Regions from separate parts of the Zea mays genome. Here all the other regions are linked to region 3. A link is a contact called in public Hi-C data. All regions are on one chromosome and are shown on one strand. The core of a region is the stretch at or near the end of the contact, and the rest is flanking DNA. Distances in the headings are between cores, read along the strand shown.

Evidence for each region. A called contact is a pair of places that touch in the nucleus more often than the background predicts.
Region 1: a Hi-C map of ear shows a contact between it and region 3, with 2.4 times the contacts expected there. The contact joins the promoter of LOC100277967 here to the enhancer-like site in region 3. A contact is called at or near these places in 3 of 25 Hi-C or Micro-C datasets (ear, leaf and tassel) and 1 of 3 datasets of contacts at active chromatin or transcription factors (leaf).
Region 2: a Hi-C map of tassel shows a contact between it and region 3, with 6 times the contacts expected there. The contact joins the promoter of LOC103646899 here to the enhancer-like site in region 3. A contact is called at or near these places in 13 of 25 Hi-C or Micro-C datasets (bundle sheath, ear, leaf and 4 more) and 2 of 3 datasets of contacts at active chromatin or transcription factors (leaf and seedling).

The regions. Positions count from the first base shown.
Region 1 is chr2:118,254,675-118,257,611 of Zm-B73-REFERENCE-NAM-5.0, reverse strand. It overlaps LOC100277967, which reads right to left and starts at 1,596. Exons shown (of 2, transcript NR_176328.1): 1 at 1-1,596.
Region 2 is chr2:118,210,276-118,213,024 of Zm-B73-REFERENCE-NAM-5.0, reverse strand. It overlaps LOC103646899 (putative aconitate hydratase, cytoplasmic), which reads left to right and starts at 1,466. Exons shown (of 20, transcript XM_008671525.3): 1 at 1,466-1,597. The coding sequence starts at 1,579.
Region 3 is chr2:118,389,351-118,392,233 of Zm-B73-REFERENCE-NAM-5.0, reverse strand. LOC109944018 (60 kDa jasmonate-induced protein) reads left to right here. Exons shown (of 2, transcript NM_001364797.1): 2 at 1-737. The coding sequence ends at 574. Among protein-coding and RNA genes, the nearest start is that of LOC109944018, 23 kb to the left of the region's middle. Within about 2 kb of position 1,488, at least 5 of the 20 cell types and tissues checked have an H3K27ac peak or open chromatin away from gene starts, as enhancers often do. A contact at or near this core is called in ear and tassel, where this site is marked.

The DNA of each region.
Region 1 (2,937 bases), core at 347-2,846, 130 kb after region 3:
CTTTGTCTTCACCCGATTCATGGGATTCTTGATGACGCGCGGAACGACGACGAGATCGAGTCTGGAGCGAGCTGGCGAGATGGAATCCGAGCAGGGTCGACGACTGGCGACCACTACAGACAGGAGTTGGGGCGAACTGCGTGCAGAAGAGCGGGTCGGACACTCAGCGGCCGAGCAGACCCGACCCAGTAGCGAGAACAAACAGAGGGGGCGAGCTGGAGTATGGACAGAGCCGAGCTGGGCGACTGGGTGAGATCCGGGCTAGGGGAAAGCTCTGGCCATGGGAATTCTGGGTGGAAGCAGAGGCGAGCAAAATGGATGGCGAGCTCGCGCGCGCAGGAAGCAAGAAACAACCGCGCGACCAACAGAGGAGCCAGGGGCGCGCGAGATCCGGAAATCCAGGGTGCTGGGCGTGCGCAAGGAGACACGCGCGCGCAGGAAAATTCACGGCGCGGCGATCAGGGAGCTCGACCGGGCGAGCAGCAGGGAGCAAGGCGAGCTAGAGACGGCCGAGCCAGGCGCGCGGCGCTGGGCAGTTTGGCGCAGCGAGCTGAGCAGGGAGATGAAAAGCGGCTGCGCGCAGGACTGAATCCGAGCAGGGAAGCAGGCGCGCGTGGGGGCAAGAACCAGGGCGCACGGCACATGGGAGCTCCGGCCATGGAGATGAGGAGAGAGAGGAACGCCGACCAGGGTAGAGGATGTGCTGGGGGAAGAACCGCTCAGCTGCCACGGCTACGAGCGAGCAGGGTGAGGGGGAGGAGCACGACACCAGGGAGAATCTCGGCGAGCAGAGAAGAGCAGAGGGAGCTCGGCGAGCATGGCAAGGGCCCGCGGCCAAGGGAAGATGAGCAGGGGCGAGCCGGAGACCAACACGGCGCGCGGCCATAGGAGAGGCCTCAGCAACCAGGAGGAGCAGAGGACGCCGGCGAGGGAGATCCACGAGCTGGGGAGGGCTCGGCGAGCAAGAAGCAAAGCACCCGGGCGCGACGCAGGGTGCTCCGGCAAGCTGCAGAGCGCGCGTCCAGGGAAGAAACCGAACTAAATCGAGCGCACAGGGAGACAGACCGCCTGGCGCGGTTGGGGAAAAGGAGCGGCGTTGGAGCGAGCTTGAAGAAATCTCCATGGCGTGCAGGAAGTTGGGGTAGGGGCAGGGCCGAGTGCCGTCCTGGGCGAGGAGCCAGGATACCGCGACAGACGTGGACGCCATGGCAGCTCGTCAGGGAACGAGAGGAACATTGAAGAGAGAGAGCACGGCAGGGTATTTGAAGAGTCCCAGGGCGGCGCCGTGAGGAGATAAACACCGGCAGCCAGGATTTTTGTAAGCCAAAGCGGCGCAGAGGATAACGCCGGCGAGCTGGAGGGAGGAGAACTATTGCCGACGTGCGGCAGAGGAAGACGCTGAGCGCAGAAAAATCCAGGGAGTAGAGCGGCGGCTGCAAAATTCCAACCGAGAGAGAGCGGATGAGATCGGCTGAGATCTTTTTCAGATTTTTTCCACTTTTCTGTTTATTTTATTAATAAAATTACCAATATTTGATGACGATTTCTAGCGATAACAAAAAGGTCGGCAATACTTGCGACACAGTTCAGTTTGATTCGAAATCTGATAAATTTACCTGCGGTCTGAACATCTAGTTCCACGGCCACGGATGATTTACTAGTGAATCAAGGCTCAATTACTGATCCACGTACGTGATTTTACAGTGGACGAGTGGGAACCAAATTGTTTAATAATTGGTTACATCCGAAGATTTGGATCCAGGCGAGAACAACAGACCGAAATAAACTGATTTCGGCACTAATAATTTGTTCGGCATGATTCGACCGCAATTAGTTGAAACCAGATCCACTACTGTACACGTGTTTCCGTCGCCAAAACAGCATGCAGACGGAAAAATTGGATCTTAACCTCGCGCACGAGTTCGCGCGACACAGATTATTTTGCCCCGAACATTTTAGTCGTTGAGTTCAAATTAATCTGTCCGGGATAAAAAGGCGTAGAAGGAGGTCGAGCTTCTGAATTCGGATTCGCGCGGCGATGAATTTCAATTAATCATCAGACGCACCGATTTTCGGAACGACGATGTTCCGAACATCACGAAAATTTTGGAAGAGCCCGAATAAATATAAGTAAAAATGATGTCGCACTCGCGACAAACGGAACAGATGCGATATTAAAATCGCGATAAGCGAGGATGATTAAAATTTAAAATTCGTGTTATCCACTGATATTGCGTGCTTAAATCCGTACTCGTTATCGAGCGGAATATAAACACCAGGGTGTTACATTACCAGCTGATCAATTGGCATAAATTAGGAAAAGATTCCAAAAACCAGCATGCCACACTTACTTCTGCAAACGTTCATAACGACTGTTGAAATATAAACAGCAGAAACAAAATGTTATAGCTTTCAGCGCCAAGAACACATTCTTATATCCTACCAAGTATTCGAGCGCACTGATCACACACACATATAGTTCACAAATGCATTCAGTATCTTCTAAACACAGCAAAACTTCTCTATTTGGCAATGTCTTTCGCAGGAGCAACCAAGGAGGAAGGGCGACTCGAAGCATCAGGCGTATGGCTTTGTCCATAGCCTTGTCAAGATTTGTCTGCAACAATGTCATCAGGAACAACTACACCGGGCCTTCTCATCAAGATTTGCCCCGCGCGAATGGCTTTGTCCATAGCCTTGTCACGCTGGGCTTTTAGAGCAGCGCAGTTGTCCTCTACAACTTTGGTAGCCAGTCGAGCAGCCTCTAGCTCCTGGGCGACTGGTCTCTTGGAGGCACGCATATCTTTGATGATGGAGTCCTTGCTTGACACTAACTGCCTAAGCCGCAGGATCTCATCCTGGGATACTTGCAGTTCATGACGATGATGATCCAGATCTGTCATGGTAAAACGGTGGCTCCTTTCCAAGATAGTTAAG
Region 2 (2,749 bases), core at 217-2,716, 180 kb after region 3:
GACGTGCAATAGCCACTGTGCGGGTCAGAGTCGGGGCTGGTGTCGACGAATACGGGGAGGAGGCACATGCTCCCACACCCTCTATCGAGAATGGGGTGGCGCGGAGGCGCAGGCATGAGGGGAGAGAAAAGAAGCAGGATGGCGAACAAGGTGGTGGCAACTGAGACGATGACCATAATTATTGTGTGGAGGTATAACTGCTGGCCAAATGGGTCGTGTCTGGTGGGCCGGCCCGAGGCACGACCCATTTAATAGTGCATGGGGCAGCTCGGCACGAGCGACGTGCCATGCTTGGGCCGTAGCCTCGGACCGACACGATTTTTTTTGTATTTTACAAAAAATCGTATATACATATGTACAATTCATATTCAATATTAAAAACATCTGAACATGATGTTCTACTGGTTAAACAGTTTCACCTAGTGTCTCTCACTCTTCTTCCATTATTAGGGTGTGGGTTCGAACCCCACCTCCTGCACCGTTTTTTAACATTTTACGATGATTTAACCAAAGGGTCCGTCGGGCCCACGTGCCGTGTCTGGGCGGAACTGCGGCCGTCGGGCCTAACGAGCCGTTGCGCGGAGGGGACGGACGTGCATCGGGTTAATTTGAAATAGATGTGAGGAGTTATTTGTAAAAAGATGACTCGAAATAACTGTGCTAGTAGCAGTAGAAAGAAAATAATATAATATGTGTTAATTGGTATAGAGTTGAGATATAGAGTAAATATGATTACGATAAATTATAGTATATGTAGACTATCTTGATGACCAGGATAGAATATTATTTTTAAGATAGAAATTTAGAGTACAGATAGCCTTATTTCAAGAATGTTTGCTCCATATTTAGATAATTTGTTTTAGAACGAAAATCGAGTTGTGTGAGTTTAGTGATACGTGAACTGTCCTATGAGCAACCATGAGATTCATGTTTCACACATAAGGAAGCTAGTAGCATCAGAAATTAAAATCTACTAAGCGCTCTTCATTTACAACGCAAGATTTATTTAGGGGGGGCGTTTGGCAGAGCTTTTACAGCTCCGTTCACAACAAGAATCACTCCTACAGAGCTAAATGGTAAAAATCTCCATGAAGTTAGAGAATAGTTTTTGTCAAATAAATTCACTTCTGCTACAGAATAAATCGGAATCACTATATTGGAGAATCAGCTCTCGAAGTTAGAGAATTATGGAGCGAACCTATATATATGCCAAACGAGCCCTTAATAGAAATTATGTAGATTTTTCCCTACATTTTAAAGAAGAATACTAGTAGTATAGCAACATGAGATTCATCGTACATGTTAATAATAACGTCTGCATGTATCATGGCCGGGCTTGTTTCACCCGTGACTTAATAATTAGTGTACGGTAAGCATAATGGACACAAAAAAATTACCATGTCCCTGCTGGCCGGCTGCTCTCTGTGTTTTCTCTGTGCGTATAAGAAAGCTGCTTGCCTGGTCGTCGTCCTCATCACTTGTTCTTTGTGTTGAGGCCTCCATCATCTATCTCCTCTCTCGTCGTGCTGGCCGACCGGCGACGACCTATAGCTCCTGCCGCCTCACGTCGAACGCGCCATGGCCGCCAACTCAACAGGTAATTAATATAAGCAGAGGGTCGCCGAGCTAGCCAATATATATAGCTTTTAATTTGCGAATTGAATTGTATATATATATGCATTCCTTGCTTGTACTGTACGTACGTACGTGGTTGGCTAACTGATTTAAATCACACACACAGCCTGCTGTGATAGTACGTAGTAGCTAGCAGCTAGTACATGGTATATGCAGATGAAAAAGCATGCATGCAGCACGATGCTTGCACTTTCCAGCAGCCACCAGCAAGCAGATGCCAATTAAGCAGCAAATTCGAGTAGAATCTGCTGCACAATTAAATAATACAGATGAATTCGCTCTTTGCATCTCTTGCCAAGCGCTCGATCAGATCGATCGATATCCTGGCATGTGGATCTATAAGAGGCTTGGATCGTAGCTTCAAGATGGAGCCAGACCAGAGGAAATCACTAATGAAGCGCCGACGACCTTGCCGGAGGAGCAAGCAAAAGCAGGAGTGGTGGTGGTGGTGATTACAAGTGCCTACAGTTGTGCCGCGTACACTTTTCCGTGTTGCAGGGGTGGGTGGGGTGGGGGGTAGTATTGTCCATGGAGGGAGAAGAGAGTAATGACATAGCGCTTGAGCACTTGACTGAGGCGGGCGCTGCTTTTCCATCGGCGGCCTTTCGTTTCATCAGATCCTCCGCCTCTATTGGGCGCCGGGCAGCCAAGCTGCAGGCGGATGGGCGCGATAGCGGGACCACATCCTGCCGCCGCCGCCGCCGCCTGCCCCTCTTCCACTCCGATCCATGGAGCAGCAGCTCCTCTGTGGTGGTTGCCACACGCACACGCCTCCGCCGCCAAGCCTCCCCTGCCCCTGCCTCCGCCGCCGCCCACGGACCCTCTCTGTTTCATCGAGGTGCCACGCGATTCATCCGGACCAGCTGCTGCGTGCCCGCCTCGTCCCCGACGTCACCACCAGCGCCAAGCTACAACCACGCGACGACGCTCTCCATCGGATCCGAGTCGGAGTCGGAGGTGCTCTAAATCTACTACCACCATGTCACTTCACTAGCTATTACTATGACTATACTACCTACTCTATTATTAAGCCCCGCAGATATATAACTCAGTCGCTCATGACTTTAGTTTCGACTCCAGACTTAAATCAAGGCTTCTATCGTAACAGAATGTC
Region 3 (2,883 bases), core at 239-2,738:
AATTGCCTTCACCTTCTACCTCCATGATGGCAGCCCGCAAGCCGGAGAAGCCGCTGAGGACGACGAGGACATCGGGAGGATAATCTGCGACTGCATCGGCGACGACTTCTCCAACTACAACAGGGCCATAGTCGAGACTGTCCAAATGGGCTATGGCCTCGCTGAAGTGATCTATGCCGTGCTGAACAACGGCGTCCAAGGCCGGGTCGCTGTCAAACTTGCTCGCCTGCCGGTGTCCAAAGCCGGAGAAGAAGACGCCACCGCCATTCTCGGGAGGATCGTTGCTCGCAGCAAGCTGTTCGACGTCGGCTGCGTGCTCTTCTACAAAGAGGGTGACAATGGAGTGAGCGTGCGACCGGGGGGGCTGATTCAGCTGGCGAGGGAAGCGCTCGCCGTGCCGCTGCACATGCCGCTGACGATTGAGCTTGACCTGCATCGCTGTTCCGGCGATGAAATTGTTGGAGGGGTCCTTGAGTTCAATCCTGCGATTGACGGCCAGCACACGGAACGACTTGTTGGACAAAATGGCGCTGAATTGGAAGTGGCAATTTCATGGTCGGAGTACCCTTGGTAATGCCTATTATTATTAGCCATTAATTCAAGAGTGCATTTTTATATGTATCAATGACTAAGGGTTTTAAATCATGTTTCATACAAGACAGTTGCACTAGAGCAAGATAACATTTCGTGGTGGGAACGCCAAATAAATAAAAATAGAGCGAGTATCACTTTGGTTTTTTCTAATATATTTGCAATAGTGCATAATAAAACTGTGCGTGCCTCAAGTGAGGCGCTCAATTTCAACGTCTAAGGTTAGGCATAAAAATAAGCTGTGCGTGATTAGGATGGTTTTTTTGTTTTGCTTCTGTTTTTTTCTTCTTCATGCATTTTGTTAAAAGTTCTTTTCATTTACTGGCATAAATTTTGATCTTGTTAAAGCTTAAATACTTCAATATAATTTGATTACACAATCTAGGATTTACTCTAATTTTATCCGGAGGCAGTAGTACATTGGTCAAATATACTCAAATGCGTGCTATGCTTTCTTGGATTATGAGGATGACATAAACGCAACACTGATACTATAGCCTATCATCATGATCACAAGAATATGCTAAACAATCTAGCTCGAGAGATTTAAGAACACTCAGAATAGAAGAAAGCATAATTGAAGGCATATGGACGGACAACCCATGAACAAGATGAAATTTGCCTTGGTCAAGAATGCATCATTGGTAGTCTTACGAATGCATGACGCAATGGACATTGGGAGCAGTATATATAGTGTCATCTTTGTTTCAAACCTTCATATGCTGATGAATTCGAGTTGATTCTGTTTTGAGCTATTTAAATTCTTTATACAGGTGTATTCAAAATTTGGTCCCATCTAACCATCAAAAGTTCACATCGGTTTGAAGTTGATATGGGCCGACCAACTTTTGGCCCTCTGGGCCATCTAGCCCACGTCTTCGCTGTCCTAGTCTATCGCATTTTTCAATGGGCCATATCTTTAAGCCATTGCATAGCTATGGTGCTACGGCACAAACCGAGACTTGAGTGGAGTGTGTGAAATTTCGAATAAAAGAGGTGCATTCAACTGATAAAATCCAACCATAAAAATCTCAATTGAACAGTGCATTGGAACCAAGCATAGATCTGCACTCTCTGCTGACCCTGACTCTCGATCGTCTATAAAACACACTTGTCTATGTTTTACTCCCTACGCTACAATACCATCTCCCGCTTCCTGATATCTCCCTCCGTGTCCACGTATACATTTAGGGCTAGATTGAAACCCTATTTTCTCAAGGGATTTTCATTTTCTCAAGTGAAATTAGCTCATTTTTCCTTGCGAAAATAGGAATCCCTTGGGAAAATGGTGTTCCCAAACTAGTCCTTAGGGTTATAAAATCTTTTTCCTACGGTATGACGAAGAATCAGTTAATATATATGTTCCCATGCATTTTTAGTGCCTTACTTCGTTTAGCAATCATACTGATCTATATCATATTATTGGTTTGAGACTTGAGTTGTGAGAAGATTCTAACATCTCTTAATCTGTGAGTTCCGCATCCTCACGCGTGGTGTTGCCTATTGCTAGCTTAATGGGCCGAGCTAGATGTCCTTAGGCTTGCTAAGTCATATCATGTGGCTTAGTCGATTGGAGCAGTCTTCTTAACAAGGGAGGCGGCCGACGATACAATCTTCATCGCCAACCTGAAGCGCTATTGGGAAGAGCGCTTAGAGCAACTCCAATAGTTCTCTAAAAGACTTTCCTAAATCAATAATTTAGGTAGTTAACATATGTCGGGTATGATAATTAGGGGTATCAGACTACACCTCCAAAACACGCTTAAAACCCTAGGGACACCATCAAAGTACGTCCCCCGAGAACAAGGAATCAAGAACTCCGCCTCGTGTGAGGTCCCCCTCAGGGGTCTTCCCAAAACTCCTCGCCTGAGCCCGATGTCGAACGGGGCGTGAGTTCTGGAGAATCTCCGTCCTAGCTGAGGCTCCCTCGCCCCAGGGTAGCAATGTCCGCCTCGCTCGAGCCCGTCTTGGGCGAGAGGGACAATACTTGTGGCAAGGCTCGCCAAAAGGCCGCTGGGGGACAACCGCATTCAATGCGCGTACCTACCCCACGTAGGGCTGCATGCGTACAGTAGCAATAAGACCGTGATGTTGTCAAAGATTCACCAAACATGATTATGCGTGCGACCACTGTACATGCACGCCGTCTGCCAAACCCTCATGGGACATATAATACGACAGGGGCGCAGACTAGACCTCGGGCGCAAACTCCGTCTCGCCTGACGCAGGGCTCGCCCTCGGGACCAACTCCGCCTCGCCCGAGCCCGGCTACCTGCTCCCCAGCGAAACCCG